2 separate regions of the Zea mays genome follow, and region 2 is linked to region 1. Evidence: chromatin contacts called from public Hi-C data. All regions are on one chromosome and are shown on one strand. The core of a region is the stretch at or near the end of the contact, and the rest is flanking DNA. Distances in the headings are between cores, read along the strand shown.

What was found. Hi-C and Micro-C count contacts between places; a contact is called where the count stands out from the background.
Region 2: a contact with region 1 is called in a Hi-C map of leaf, with 2.1 times the contacts expected there. The contact joins the enhancer-like site here to the promoter of LOC100282308 in region 1. A contact is called at or near these places in 2 of 25 Hi-C or Micro-C datasets (both in leaf).

Annotation. Positions count from the first base shown.
Region 1 is chr3:226,361,771-226,365,648 of Zm-B73-REFERENCE-NAM-5.0, reverse strand. It overlaps LOC100282308 (peptidyl-prolyl isomerase CWC27), which reads left to right and starts at 2,027. Exons shown (of 11, transcript NM_001155220.2): 1 at 2,027-2,311; 2 at 2,593-2,771; 3 at 2,877-2,975; 4 at 3,138-3,241; 5 at 3,326-3,470. The coding sequence starts at 2,092. LOC103651529 (a long non-coding RNA gene) reads right to left here and starts at 2,055. Exons shown (of 4, transcript XR_564798.2): 1 at 1,967-2,055; 2 at 1,388-1,547.
Region 2 is chr3:226,492,112-226,495,989 of Zm-B73-REFERENCE-NAM-5.0, reverse strand. It overlaps LOC541763 (myosin 1), which reads left to right. Exons shown (of 39, transcript NM_001111455.1): 31 at 4-210; 32 at 293-433; 33 at 520-590; 34 at 665-764; 35 at 841-897; 36 at 978-1,034; 37 at 1,129-1,209; 38 at 1,328-1,410; 39 at 1,496-2,029. The coding sequence ends at 1,619. Among protein-coding and RNA genes, the nearest start is that of LOC541763, 19 kb to the left of the region's middle. Within about 2 kb of position 1,794, at least 9 of the 20 cell types and tissues checked have an H3K27ac peak or open chromatin away from gene starts, as enhancers often do. A contact at or near this core is called in leaf, where this site is marked.

The DNA of each region.
Region 1 (3,878 bases), core at 778-3,277:
CTAAATGCATTTTGGATGGGTAACTTATGCTATTGCCCCTCTATACAGAAACAAGATTAGAAGACGGTGCTGAGAAAATACAGGAAATCCATGCGGCACTTAGATCTTTGCTGGGAAGAAAGAAGACATTGATGAAGGTAGTTTTTTTTTACTTTTTCTCTCCGTTTAGTTTGTTTATTCTATAGTTTGTTAATTAAATATCAGCACACATTTTACTTTTAGTCCTGACGCTGACTTTCTATTTATGCTCAGACAGGAACACTGCTCTACGAAAAACTGAGTCAATTATATTCACAAGCTCTGTAAGTTCCGTTTCAGCCTCTTGTTCATGCACAAGTTTCTGATTATATAGTATAACTTTTTGCAAGGTTCTATTTTCAGCACCATTAGTGTTTCCTCAATTGTACCTACGGTTGAGCCATTCGTTAGTATATTGAAGCCAGTTAAATCTGCATATGTCCTAAGCACAAAAATCAGATGTCACCTAGATAATAATGATGCTTCCACCTCAGATTCTAAAGAGAATGCATTTGATTGGGGTAGGATATGGAAAATGGATGTCCTGAATAAAGTCAAAATGTTTGTATGGCGCATGGCTCACAATGCTTTGCAGGTGAAGCGGAATATAGTAATGAGGGGAGGGGATCTGGACACTCTTTGCCCAATGTGCTCAAGGTTTGATGAAGATCCAAATCATCTATTTTTTAAATGCAAGGAGGCAAGGCTGGCAACTGCTAAACATGGAGGATAAAAGAATCATTTTAGGGCTAGCTTGACCACTCTATTTTTCCAAGGGATTTTCATTTTCCTAAGGTAAATCCCTCAGGAAAATGAAGTTGTCAAACTAGCCGTTAATGAGAAAGAATTCTCCTCAGGCAGTGCTGCATAAAATCTGGAATTTTGACAATGATTGACAATGCAAAATAATTTTATTCTTATGGTCCCGGTGGTCTGCACGTAATAAGATCATTTTCGGTGAAAGGAGAAAATCGGCGCAAGAAGTGATTAATGGTGTTTTCTTCCATTTTCAGGCATGGACAAAGGCAACACACTTGTGCAAGCTTCCTACTATATCATCTAGAAAGCCAAAATGGAGGGCTCCTCCCAAAGATGTGTACAAGATTAACTGTGACGGTGCTTTTACTCCTACTTCTAAAAATGCCAGATGGGGCTTTGTAATCAGAAATCATATTGGTATAGTTGTAGCAGCAGGAGCAGGTTCTGCATATGCTCTGCTGTCAGCTCTACATTTTCTCTTGTAGTATGCAGCTGTTCTGGGAATCAGAAATGTTATTTTGGAGACTGATGCAGCTGTTCTAGCCGAAGCGCTGTCTAACTCAAGTGTTGATAGGTCTGTGCTATGAGTTCTGATGGAGGAGATTAAAACCTTTATGTACCCAGATTTTGTAATGTTGTAGCTGATACTCTGGCGGCCATTGGCTTGAACTGTTTGGATGGTCCGCTGTTGTGGCGGCTCGATCGTGTGCCAGATTCTGTAGCTTTGCTGGTGACCGGTGATATGCCAGGCACAAGTGTTTAATGGAATCCTGTTTAGTGTTTAAAAAAGTCAAAATCGATTCAATCCATATCTATCTAGAAGCTAGACTTGCAAAATATACCTAACATGGATTAAATCAACACATAAAAATAAGAAGAGAGAATATACTGACATAAAAAAATCTAAGGATCAAATTCAAGCTTTTAGATCTAAGATTCCTGGAATTTACCCCGCGAGGAAGAAAGACCAGCAGAGAAATCTCTGTACCATCGATGCAAGAAAAAATGAAGTACAGTCGGTGGAGTATTTTTTAAGGGATTAAATATTTTTTTAACCCAAACAAACAAATCTCTGTACCGTGAAGGGTCGCAATTTGTGTTCCGTTGCATCGCACGGGCACGTTCCTAGTAAAACTTGAAGCCCAATTGCATGATTCGGGGTGAAGCCCAGTGTTGGGCTTGGGCGTACCTGACTTCCGAAAAAGCTCCGCCACGCCCGGCCGGAGGTCCGACCGACGCCTAGACCGTTCCAAAGGGAAGGGAGCACGCGCGCGCGAGGTAGAGCAGCGGCGGCGGCGGCAGGAGTGAGGCAGGATGTCTTCGGTATACGTGCTTGAGCCCCCGACGAAGGGGAAGGTGGTGGTGCAGACGACGGCCGGCCCGCTCGATATCGAGCTGTGGCCCAAGGAGGCCCCCAAGGCGGCGCGCAACTTCGTGCAGCTCTGCCTCGAGGGCTACTACGACGGCACCCTCTTCCACCGCGTCATCAAGAATTTCCTCGTTCAGGGTGGCGACCCCACTGGCTCCGGCACTGGTACGAACCCAATCGACCGCCCCCCCTCGCCCTTGAGCATACCTACCTGTACGTATCTAGGGTTTCTGATTCCACACCATGATGCTGATGTTTACTGAATTGATTCGTAGATCTCGATCAGATTACTAATATCTCAAATTTGATGTATTCACGCCTGAGTGACATCATCTGATTGTTTTGTTAAATAAGGCTGTGGCGTTTTGTCGTGGGTTTGAGGGGTGGTGGGGGGTGAAGTGCTTCGATTTGGAGCTGATGACATCCTTTTGGTTTCACTCCTGCAGGGGGTGAGAGCATCTATGGGGCTCCATTTGCGGATGAGTTCCACTCGCGGCTGAGGTTTAACCACAGGGGTTTAGTGGCTTGTGCCAATGCTGGTACATCTCATTCTAATGGGAGCCAATTCTTTATCACCCTTGACCGTTGTGATTGGCTTGATAAGAAGAACACCATCTTTGGGAAGGTAATGTGGTCTAGCTCGAGACTCGAGAGCTTCTTTCAGTGCATGTCATGGTACAGTGTGCCGTTCCTTTGGAATTATCATGGTTGGCTACATGTTTTTTTGCAGGTTACTGGTGATTCTATTTTCAACCTTCTTTCCTTGGCCGACGTTGAGACTGATAAGGATGATCGACCTGTGTACGTGCAGAAGATTCTTTCAGTCGAGGTGCCTATTATGAAATGTCATATTTTGTGTTTATTTCAAATTATGATAGTTACCCATATTTTACTTGGGTCATTGGGTGATATATAACCTACCTTATAGTTTCTCCATTACTTGTCAATCCCAACTAATTTACTCTTCTGGTTCCTTTTTCTGTTTCTGTAGGTTCTCTGGGACCCATTTGAGGATATTGTTCCAAGGCAACTTAAGAAGGCTGAATCTGTTGCTAAGGCTGATGCTGAGGTGAAACCCAAGAAGAAGGCAGTTAAGTAAGTAGTTTCCTCCACACTGTTCTTAGGATGACCGTGCAATGCATGTTGGAGTAGTTTTGACCAAAGTTGTTAATCTTTCAGGCAACTTAACGTCCTCTCGTTTGGTGATGAAGTAGAAGAGGAGGAGAATGAAGCAGCTACCTCTGTTCAGGCCAAAATAAAAAGTATTCATGATGTGTTGGACGATCCCCGTTTTCTTAAAGGGGAACCGGAGGATGTACAGTTGGTGAGTTTTATCACTTGTGATGGAAAAAATGTTCAGCATCATACTAACTTGACCTGCGGGGGTTAAGAGCCTCCTGACCCCTGCCCCACCCATACACAACGACACCGTAGCCCACGTGAGAAATGACCGGGACTAGACCTGTGCTTTGGCATGTGACAGACGAGAGGATTTTTTTAACCACAGTCTGAAATTCGCTCCCACAAGGAGTCGAACCCATGACCTGAGACTCAGACCACCTAACCAACTCAGCTAGAGGCCCTTTCACTCAGCATCATATTAACTATTAAGCAAACTTTTGCTGGTGAACATGCCATGCTGAAAACAAGAAGACAATACCCTATCCAGTCGGCAACTATGCTATCTAGAATGGTGCTGTCTCTGCCACATCATTACACATACCATCTTGCC
Region 2 (3,878 bases), core at 545-3,044, 130 kb before region 1:
AAGGGGATGCGAGCCTCACCACAAAGTGCTGGGCGTGCTTTTATGGGAAGTCGCTTGATTGGAGGTCTAGGTGACCTTCGTCAAGTTGAAGCCAAGTACCCTGCCCTGCTTTTCAAGCAACAGCTCACAGCTTTCCTTGAGAAGATCTATGGAATGATAAGAGACAATTTGAAAAAGGAGATATCTCCTTTGCTTGGCCTTTGCATCCAGGTACCAACAATTGTCATTATACTATTTGTTATTTATGGAGTTGACATCATGACTTATTGCTTACTCGATCTCTAATTTCCAGGCACCAAGAACATCCCGTGCAAGCCTAATTAAAGGGTCACGTTCCCAAGCAAATGCCTTAGCTCAGCAAACTCTGATTGCACATTGGCAGAGCATTGTGAAAATATTGACAAATTACTTGAATGTTTTAAAAGCAAATTATGTATGTCACCTAAACTATGAGTTGACATGACTCACATCCCATTTTTTAAGTATTTGCATTGACATGATTCTCATTGATTTTGACAGGTCCCTTCAGTCTTAATCAGCAAAGTGTTCACTCAAATCTTTTCATTTATTAATGTTCAGTTATTTAATAGGTATGATTCATAGTTGCTCTACCTGTGCTACGTTAAGTTCTCTTTCTGGTTTTAAGGAAGTCCTTGTATTGTAGTCTTCTTCTTCGACGGGAGTGCTGTTCATTTAGCAACGGAGAATATGTGAAAGCTGGATTGGCAGAATTAGAGCAGTGGTGCATTTATGCAACAGAAGAGGTAAAGACAAACTCTTTTTTTTTTATAACTTTGGACAATATTGGATTTATATGCTAATGTTATGTTGCACGGACAGTATGCAGGTTCTTCCTGGGAAGAATTAAAACATATTAGGCAGGCTGTTGGATTCCTTGTACGTATTCTATGCTGATTGGATGTTCTATTTTATTGTAACTTTTTTAAGCTGAAAATAGATATTCTATTATATTATAGGTGATTCATCAAAAGCCAAAGAAAACATTGAAAGAAATTACCAACGATCTGTGCCCTGTAAGTATCTCTGAACTCGGTTAACTTCAGCTACTCGTCAACATTTGCAAGTTATATGACATACAGCTTGTCACATGTTTTGTTAATCTCTCAGGTCCTTAGCATACAACAGCTATATCGAATCAGTACAATGTACTGGGATGATAAGTACGGTACCCACACTGTTTCATCAGATGTAAGCCTTGTTCTACTTGTTTAAGTTGTTAATCAGCTCAAATTTTCTCACTCTATTGTGTCAAGATATGGCGCTATTTGGTTTCTGATGGAAAAAAAAAAACAAAATGATGTTATAGGTCATCTCAAGTATGAGAGTAATGATGACAGAAGATTCTAATAACGCGGTCAGCAGTTCGTTCCTGTTGGATGATGATTCCAGGTTATTGTTTTTGCTTATTCCTACTCAGATATACGTATTGTTGACTTGAAGGCCGTTGCTTGACACAGTGTGCTCCTAATCACAGCATTCCGTTTTCGGTGGACGACATCTCGAAGTCGATGACAGAAATCGAGGTAACAGATGTCGACATGCCACCTCTGATCCGGGAGAATTCTGGCTTCACCTTCCTACACCAAAGAAAGGACTAACAGGGTGGTCCTTCCAGCTGCATGTCCCTTTTTGCACATTCTTTTTCTCCGCTCAACCTGTGCATAACTCATGTACATACGCTCGTGCCTTTTGCTCTCTGGTCAGGGCTTGTTAGATGTATTGTCTTTGGTTTGATTGGTTGGTTGGTTCTTTCCTCGATCCTCTCCCAATTTTGTTGGGCGAAGGGTCCACAATCTATGTTTCTCCATACTGTAGTGAAAAGGGGCCGGATGCCCCTGGTCTCCCCGAGCTGCTTTTGGAAAAGCTCGTGGTCATTAAGCAGTTAAGCTTGTGGAAAAGGTTCTCCACATCTACCGAGTCGTTCGTTGTGTCGCCTTCTTCATATGGATCATCGCCATATTGTAAATTGCAAATACGATTATAGTTGAAAAAAGAGATATTACAGTGATAGCAGTGTTCTGGAGTTTGGATCTCATGAATATTCTGCTGTTCATCTTGGTTATCGAGATGTTAGGATAATCTTGGAGGCACCTGCAAACTCTATATCAGGATGCATAATGGCGACAAAGATTATACACGAGTATTAATAGGCTAACAAAAGGTTAATCAGAGACTAGCCCGCATGCCATGTCTAGGACAAAAAATGCCATGACCAGTGACGCCAAAATTTGTTTAAGATGACTAATTATTTATAAATATAAATTGTGCGCCACGCAAGGGAATTTGTGACGTAACGACGATGCCGTATCAGGAAATCTGGGAGATTGGGACCCGTGCGTATAATTTTGGCGGTCGAGCCTGCGGATGCTCAGTCATATACTCATATCTATACACTATACTAACTATTAAGGTCCTATTTAAGATAGCTTCAACTTCAAAAAAAATTAATAAAGTTGGTGGAACAAGTCATTAGCTATTTCAGAAAATCATAGAGCTGGAGCTATAAGTCTTTAGAAGACATTTAGATAAATTATTTTATTTATTATTTAGATTAAAATATTTTTTAAAACTATGAAAATTGATATTATAAAATACAACTCCAAACTAGAGTCGAAACCTAGAGCCATCCAAAACACTACCTAAGACGATAGTGTAGACCACAGGTGGAACCATACCCCTGCCCCAACGTCTATAGAAAAATAGTCCACAAAATTATTGCGCGGGGAGGGAGATCGAACCCATGCGGCACCTTGGTATAGGCACCGAATGACACTAGCTATGTTCTACTAGCCACTTGAGCCCACATGTTTGTGTCTAATAGTCAATAGGTGTTATAAATATGTGTAGACTGAGTTTTTAAAATAATAAAAAAAATCATGTCAGATCGGGTCGACACTATGGGCCGAGACAGCGGCCCAAGCATAACACACCTCTCGGGTCGGGCTGGCATGTGCCCCATTGTAATAGTGTTGGGTCAATGCCACGACACTATTAAATAGATCGTGCCTCGGGCCGGTCCGCTAGACACGATCCATTGGGCCATCTATATCGACCCCTCCACGCTATCGTCGGTCGCAAGCCCTTACATCCCATGCTTCACGCATTGCCACACATCCCACGCTCCTCGCCTCCTCCGCGCCCGCGCCAAACGCCCACCATCCTCGCCTCCCTCCACTTCGCCCCCTCGCCTGCGTTTGCCCCACGTGTTGCCCCTGCCTCCTTGCCCCTCTGAACCATTGCAATAGACCCCCCTTGGTCCCCTCCCTCACTTTCATCCATCGCCTCCTCCTCGACGCCCGCGTCACTGGTAAGGATCTCGAGGGGCTCGTGGCCAGCGTCGAGGCGCTCAAGACTCCATCTAGGACCACGATGAACTGTCTTATTCGTATGTGCGTTATTTCCAAGAGGTGGACAAGGAGATGATGTGCATCCTGACCTAGGTCAACATCAAGGGCGTCACATAGGTGCGTCACATAGGTCACACACGTTGTGCGGCTAGGCATGGTCGAGACTCAAGAGGAAGTGCGACGCCATTGTTAACATCCGCTTCAGTGCCACCTCTGACGTGCCTTCCTTTGCTCTACTATGTCTACGCCGCCACCAAAGCCACAATACTAATAAGGTTTCCTCGCATCTCTCTAGCTAAATCGATAAGGGCATGTTTGTTTGAGAAAGAATTCAACCTAGAATTGTTCCAGTTGATCAAACCCTATATAAATTAAACAAATAATCTGGCTAAGAGTGGTTACGAGTGACCATTCCTTAGGAACCGAATAGGCCTTAAAGATATAGGTAGGTATACCGTAAAATCAGAATTCCACCATGGCTATGCATTTTAAGGACATGAAACTTAGGTG